Regions from separate parts of the Gasterosteus aculeatus genome. Here region 1 is linked to region 2. The links are chromatin contacts, called in public Hi-C maps. All regions are on one chromosome and are shown on one strand. Each heading gives the region's core, a stretch centred on a gene start, on an enhancer-like site or on the middle of the called end of the contact. The rest is flanking DNA. Distances are from core to core; before and after follow the strand shown. Region 1 overlaps LOC120834269 (cyclic AMP receptor-like protein A). Region 2 overlaps bcor (BCL6 corepressor).

Evidence for each region. Hi-C and Micro-C count contacts between places; a contact is called where the count stands out from the background.
Region 1: a contact with region 2 is called in a Hi-C map of skeletal muscle, with 2.9 times the contacts expected there. The contact joins two enhancer-like sites. A contact is called at or near these places in 4 of 6 Hi-C or Micro-C datasets (liver, skeletal muscle, tail fin and 1 more).

What each region holds. Positions count from the first base shown.
Region 1 is chr16:2,769,363-2,772,756 of fGasAcu3.hap1.1, reverse strand. The region is part of intron 11 of LOC120834269 (cyclic AMP receptor-like protein A); the gene reads left to right. Among protein-coding and RNA genes, the nearest start is that of bcor, 20 kb to the right of the region's middle. Within about 2 kb of position 2,011, at least 3 of the 9 cell types and tissues checked have open chromatin away from gene starts, as enhancers often do.
Region 2 is chr16:2,723,804-2,727,255 of fGasAcu3.hap1.1, reverse strand. bcor (BCL6 corepressor) reads left to right here. Exons shown (of 14, transcript XM_078091308.1): 10 at 98-264; 11 at 574-719; 12 at 2,587-2,664; 13 at 2,803-2,956; 14 at 3,047-3,452. The coding sequence ends at 3,377. Among protein-coding and RNA genes, the nearest start is that of atp6ap2, 12 kb to the right of the region's middle. Within about 2 kb of position 1,580, at least 7 of the 9 cell types and tissues checked have open chromatin away from gene starts, as enhancers often do.

The sequences.
Region 1 (3,394 bases), core at 762-3,261, 45 kb before region 2:
CGTGTCCACAAAGCACAGAGTTCCCAAGCATTCCAGCTCCACGCACATTGAAGTGGCTGATCACATGATGTCTCCGTACAATGGGAGGCCTGTCCTCGCGTCCTCTTGTCTCCGCTGTCCTTAAGGCTGCCGCACATGCGCAACAGACGAGCGATCAACCAGCCCGAGGGCCCTTTGATCCGCTGTGACCACAGGTCGGGTCTTCTCCCGATCAAATGTCCGCCGTTTAGTGACGCTTCTCGTTTTTATCATTTTTCATGACTTTGGGAGTTAAAACGGGACGATCCGATCCCTCTCTGAAGGATTTGTCTCCGTTCAAATTCAATAAAAGGCGATCACGCCCAGAAGTATCATGAAGCATAATTAGACTCTAATGAAGTGTGGCAATTTCTAGTTATTGTTTCCTCATGTCTGTTTGTGAGAAGCATTTGTTTTTTCTCATTTCACTGTTACATTTTCATTTCTCTAATTGGACCTGAATTTCATTTCAGGGGCATTAAGATCAATCAATTTTTCTTTTTTTTTCAAATTCAAGAACATACCCTGACGCCGCCTGAGCCAAGCGACAACCTGACCGTAACAGAGACTCACAGCGTTAAGCTCGCTTTGGCAGAACTCAGCAGCAGCACCGCGGGCAGCGCCGAGGCCTTGTTTTGGAACAGCGAAAGCATGTGATTTGTCTGCAGGGAGGGGGTGAGGTGGGGGGGAGGAGAAGAGAAACGAAGTCAGGCAGCCAGTCGGTCGGAGAGAGAGAGAGAGAGAGGAAGAAGGGCGATCGGGGTCAGAGTGACTTCTCTGTCTGGCCGCCCTGTTTTCCGGGAGGGGGAGTTCTCATCCGCGCTGTTACAGTGCTGCTTCCCCCCACAGCGCTCAGGACGATTAGAACTATTAGAGACACACCAGCCCAGAAGAAAAAGGTGGAATCTGCCAAGGGGGGGAGAGGGAGGGGGAGAGGGAGGGGGGCTGCATGGACTGGCAGGGTGGGGTATTGATAGAGGAGAGGCAGCGGAAGACTTTTGAATGTGGGGAGCGGGAGACGGGCTCATAGAGTGACTGCAGCGCGATAGAGGGACGGTCTGAATAAGCGAGCGAGGCTTTCGGAGACGCTGTGCGCGTGCTAATGGCCGACTCGCCGCCTACAGGTGGCGGCAGGATCCCCCCCCCCACCCCCCCTCCCCGAAAGTGCCAGCCCCGCGCGTGCGAGCGCGTTTTATTGTTGTTGACCGCTTGCGCCCCAGTCCGACAGTAAACACAATGCTGTCCCTGTTGTCCAACACCAGTCAGCCGACTGGGATTCGCTTAACTGACCGCACACACACACACACACACACACACACACACACACACACACACACAAAGACCCTGACAGACACACACACAGCAGCTCAGCCAGGCATCGCCCACAGCCACACTCTCCTTCCCACCGCTGCCTGCCTCATTCATCTTTCATTAGCCCAGCTCGCACAGGAGAAACAGCCCCCCCCCTCCTCCTCCGTAGGCCTCCACCCGTCCCTCCACCTCCTCCGTCTCTCTCTGTCTAACCGTCCTCTCGCCTTATCGTGGTTTTCTCTTCTTTTGTTTGTCTCGCTCATGTCTCGCAATCAGTCTTTTTGGATACCTCCTCCTCCTCCTCATTGTGCTCCTCTTCCTCGCTCTCTGCCTCCTCTGCTTTTTTAGTCTTTTCCATTCAGCGTCACTCCTTCAGTCTGCTCCCTCCCCCCCACCTCCCCCTCCTGCTCCTCCCCCTCCTCCCCCTCTTCCTCCATTGCTCTCGGCCCTCCTTCCCCTTCGCCGCCTCGCTCTTGCACATTCTCACCTCTTTATCGCGTTCTCCTTTCCTCTTCCACTCTCCCTCTCTCCTTCCTGAGCGGTGCTGTTTCTCTGACATTCGCCCCCCCCCCCCCCCCCCCCTCCCTCCCACACCCCTCCCCTCTTCCTGTCTCTCTCCCTCTTTCGCCTGCTCTTTCATTCTTCCTTTCATTTCGCTCTCCGTCTCTCCCTCGATGGAGGGGAAAGGCTCTTCGCCTCTAATTGCGGCTGTTCCGTTGCCATGGCGCGTGTTGCTCGGCGCTGGGAGGTGTGTGTGTGTGTGTGTGTGTGTGTGTGTGTGTGTGTGTGTGTGTGTGTGTGTGTGTGTGTGTGGCAGGCAGATGATTGCTTGCTGCCAGCTCTCGTTTCCCGGACGCCGATCGCATTTCTTTGCGGCAGCAGGGAAAAAAAAAAAAAATGAGACGCCAGAAATAGCCCCCCTTCACACAGACCCGCTCACTCTCGCCGCTGCGCTGTCAGAGACACGCGCACGCACACACGCACACACACACCGGCAGATGCGCACACACAAGACACGTCCACTGCATTTCCTCTCCATCTGACATCCTCAATGCATATGACCTAGGTTAGACTGCATGCGCACACCTATGAGCGCACACACACACACAGGCAGTCCTGTGTGTGTGTTTGTGTGTGTTTCTCCCTCGTCTCTAAGGACGTTGCACGGGGACCGCTGATTTATTTCACCTTTAATGGGAAGTGAAATGAATGTGAGCAGCAGCTGGTCTGGTCCTCGGAGATACAGCAGCAGGAGGCCGACCCAGAAAATAGGCGGCGACGTTCCGAAAAGCGCTCCTCACTCCGACAAGTGCCAGGACACGCCGCTCGGCTCCGCGCCGCCGCTCCACGCTCCACTGGCTGCACTGTTGGTTTTATTTTAAGCCGCACCATTATCCAGGAAGCAAAAGTTGGGTCTTGGGCCGGCCTTACTTGCGGCTTCTTTCACCGTCACAACTTTTTAAAGGGTTTGCCGGAAGGTAAAATGAAGACCGATTAGCAGCAAATAAAACCTACAACTTGCTGCTGCAAAAGAGGATAAGCGGGGATTATAAGCAGATTTGCGGACGGATCTCCATAATCATCTTCTGTGCTGCTCACCTGCAGCTCTCTACGGTTTTCAAGGGAAGTCGAACAGATCATAATGATGTGCTTGCTTGGTTTAACAAAGTAAAGGTGCCTGCAAACTGTCATTTCAAGGCGCAGTCTTTTTGATATTCATAGGATGGGAGGCCGGGCAACAAACCAAACATTCACCAAAACTGAGACTACAACAACTAAGATACAGGCTCAGAGTCATTTTGTTAATTGTTGGACGTCATCAACTTTGAGCACCTGTTGGTCCAGATTGTTACTCGATTGTAACAGTGCAGAGAAATACATTTCCATGCACACCAAAACACACAAGCATGTGCTGTGATATCATGCGTAAATATCAAAGAAAACATAATGTACTCAATGTTTGCCTCAAATATATTTATAATACTACTAATTTTGATCTGAAACATAGACAAGACTTTCCCTGGAAAAATATTTTATTGGGGAAACCTGTTCAATTGCTCATTAG
Region 2 (3,452 bases), core at 331-2,830:
TGCGTGCGCGTCTGTCCCGCTCAGGCTTGCGCGTTTGGTCTGGCTCCCCCCCCCCTCTAAACCCCTCCCTCCCTCTGTGTTGGCTGCCTCTCTTCAGGAGGTGGTGCTGTACTGTCTGGAGAACCGAGTCTGCGAGGTGAATCACCGGGACTACGCCGGCTACTGCGCTCTCCACGAGGCGTGCGCCCGCGGCTGGCTCACCATTGTCCAGCACCTGCTGGACTACGGGGCCGACATCAACTGCAGCGCGCAGGACGGCACCAGGTAAACCCAACCCCTCCGCTCGCATGCGCCCATGCACGCACGAAACGCCCCACGCGGCTCGTGTGGACGGGGCAAACGCGGCGTGTTCTGACAGGGCGAGCGTCACGCGAGACTGCTCGCGGCAAACTCGCTCGGCAGGAGTGGTGATTTGAGAGATTAGCTGCGGCCGCTAACGGGAAGAGGCTCGCGCTTTGATCGCCGTGTTATTAGAGCGTAGGGCAGGGGGGGCGGGTCCCAACGGGCCACAAAGCACCGTACAAATGTTGCACGCCTGGTTGTCATTGACATGCACATCTTATGTGCGTCCAGGCCGATTCACGACGCCGTGGAGAACGACCACCTGGACGTCGTGCGCGTCTTGCTGTCCTACGGCGCCGACCCCACCCTGGCCACGTACTCTGGCCGCGGGCTGCTGAAGATGACCCACAGCGACGGCATGGAGCGCTTCCTCTCCGGTGAGTTCCACGTCCAGCCCCAGGCAGCTTCGGCCGGCCGGGGGCTCGCTGATGTCATTAACTGCAGCCTGACACCCCCACCCCCCCTCTTCCCCCACCCCCACCCAGCCCATGGAAACTCCCAGACCAGCGTCTGAATCTGTGCCATTTGAGAGCACACGTAGCTATTTTGGGCACCTTCAGATTCTGCACTTGGATTTCACTGATTTCACCGGATCAAATGTCATTTCCCGGCTCGTGTTTAAGTCGGAAATAAAGTTTCTCTACAATTATTCATGATTTCAGCAGCTGCACAGAATGCACATGCGTGTTTAATAGATACGGCTAAGTTACAAATTAAAAAATTACAAATTCACCTTAGGTCACTAAAAAAAAAAAATCCTGCATGTGAAATAGAGGATAAGAATCTGATTGAAATTAATGTTTTTATTGAGTGAAACTAAAGCGCACTAATAGTTTAGAACTATTTTGCAGTGACTGGAAGCTTCCTCCCTCCTGAAGACTAATTGGAATGCAATGAAATTAGGTTTTTAATGTTCATTGCGCACAAATAAGTTTAAATAAAAAAAGGATTTCCAGACAGCGGATGAAGCAGTCGATGCGGAGGTGGGGGGGGGGGGCTAAACATGCAACCTCCTCCCCGGTGCTCCGGTCCCCCAACGCTCTGACCTCTGTGCGACCTGTAGCAGCTACGAGTCCCCTCTCTGTGCACACCCTCCACCTCCCAACCGTCGAGACACGTCTGTCTCCGTCACGCCGTTACCCCCCCCCTCCGCCCCCCTCCCTCGACCACCTGTTAGACGGGGAGCCTCAGCCCGCTGGGTTGCGTGCTGCTGCCTCTGAGCTCCTCTATCTGGTTACTTAGCAACGCCAACTGTGTTTGCTCAGTGTATGTGCGGAAATGGGCTTCGCTCTGGCTGGAGACTCTGCTTTTGTATGCCGGCGCGCGCGCGTGTGTGTGCGTGCGTGCGTCTTTTCCAAGGCCGCCGCGGAGGAAATGAAAGCGCGTGCACAGGCGCTCCCTCCGCGTGCAGCCACCGCTTAATACGACACGAACATCCAGTTAAACCCGCTTATGTGAGACGCGGCGTGGGGGGGACGGGAGCGGGCGCGAGTCCATGCACGCAGGGGAGGACGCACGGCCGATTTAAACGCGCCCAGCTGGGGAAGTGCTGAATTTTGAAAAGAGAGCGTGGAGGGATCGATGGCTGCTGGATTGACGGAGGAGGAGGAGGAGGGGGGGTGGGGAGGAGGGCTGGGGGGGGGGGCAAAAGAGGGAAAAAAACAACAACCGCGCAAGCGATTGCGCCCTCCCTCCACCTGGTCCCACTCATCTGGAGGCCGTTAATCCCTCCAAACACACGCCAGACGCCCCACGCCTCAGCGCTGGCACAAAGCCCAGCTCTGTGTGTGTGTGTGTGTGTGCGCTTACCCAGCTCCCTTTGCTTGTTTGCCTGTGTGTGTGTGTGTGTGTGTGTGTGTGTGTGTGTGTGTGGACTCGGCGTCTGTGTGCGGTTCTTGTTTGATTCCTGGCAGCGCCGCTCTGAACCGAGCCAGCTTTAACCCAGCGGAGACGGTCGTTCTCCTCCCTGGTGGTACAGCCGCTGGCCCCTGACCACTGCCCCCCCCCCCTCCCCCCCCCCCTCCCCCTCCCCTCCTCCCCTCCCTCCCTCCCAACACATTTGCTCTGTTTGTTTTTCTTTCTCTCTCGGCGCCCTCCCCCCCCCTCCCCGTCCTCTTCCATTTTACTGCGCTCTTCATCCCTTTTTCCGCTGTAGTCTTAAAGGGCAGGCGCGTCAGCCTCTTTGCGTGTCCCCGAGGCTCCGGCTCTTGAATAATAGGCTCCGCTCCTCTCTGCTCTCCACAGATTATTTTTCCGACCTTCAGGGGCGCGCCGATGACGACCCGGGGCTTTATTGGGAGTTCTATGGCAGCGCCGTGTGTGGTGAGTGCTGCTGCGTGTTGGTTTTCGGATTTGACACCAAACACCCTCCAGTGCCGCCCGTCCTTGACGGTAACGGAGATGCGCCCGGATAATTATTCACGTGTGGCTCTTCTTTTTTTTTTTCTTTGTGCGTGTCAGAGTTGAGCGAGGAGGGCGGTGTCTATGACATCCTGGCCGATGCCCCGGGCCCGGAGGACGAGGAAGAGGACGACAAAAGAGAGGTGTTCGAGTTTGAGTTCTCTGACCGACCTCTGCTGCCGTGCTACAACATCCAGGTGTCCCTCTCTCAGGGGTGAGCTTTAATCCCAAGAGTTTATAAAAAAGGAAAAGTCTGTCGGCCCTCGTTCCTAATCCTCATTTTGATGCCCCCCCCTTCTTCCAGGCCGAGGAACTGGCTGCTTCTGTCCGACGTCCTGCGCCGAATGCGGATGTCGGGTCGCGGCTTCCGAACGGCGTTCCCCCACATGGAGGTGGTGACGGTGGCCGAGGCCGAGTTCTACCGACAGGCCTCCCTGTCGCAGCTCTTCTCCTGCCCGGAGGAGCTGGAGGGCTTCCACGCGGACAGCAAGGACCTGCTGGACCTGGTGGAGGACAGCGGCGAGCTGGCCGCCCTGCTGGGCTCCACGCTGGAGTGTCTGGACGACCGCTGGGACCGCCGTGGGGACAGGCTGAAGGACAAAATCAAGGCCATCCACAAGGTGGGCTCGTCCTGACCCCCCGGCGCCGGCAAAAACAGGACCCTTGATCCTTGATCCACCGGCTGCAGTCTGCCGCAGAAGCACCCGGGG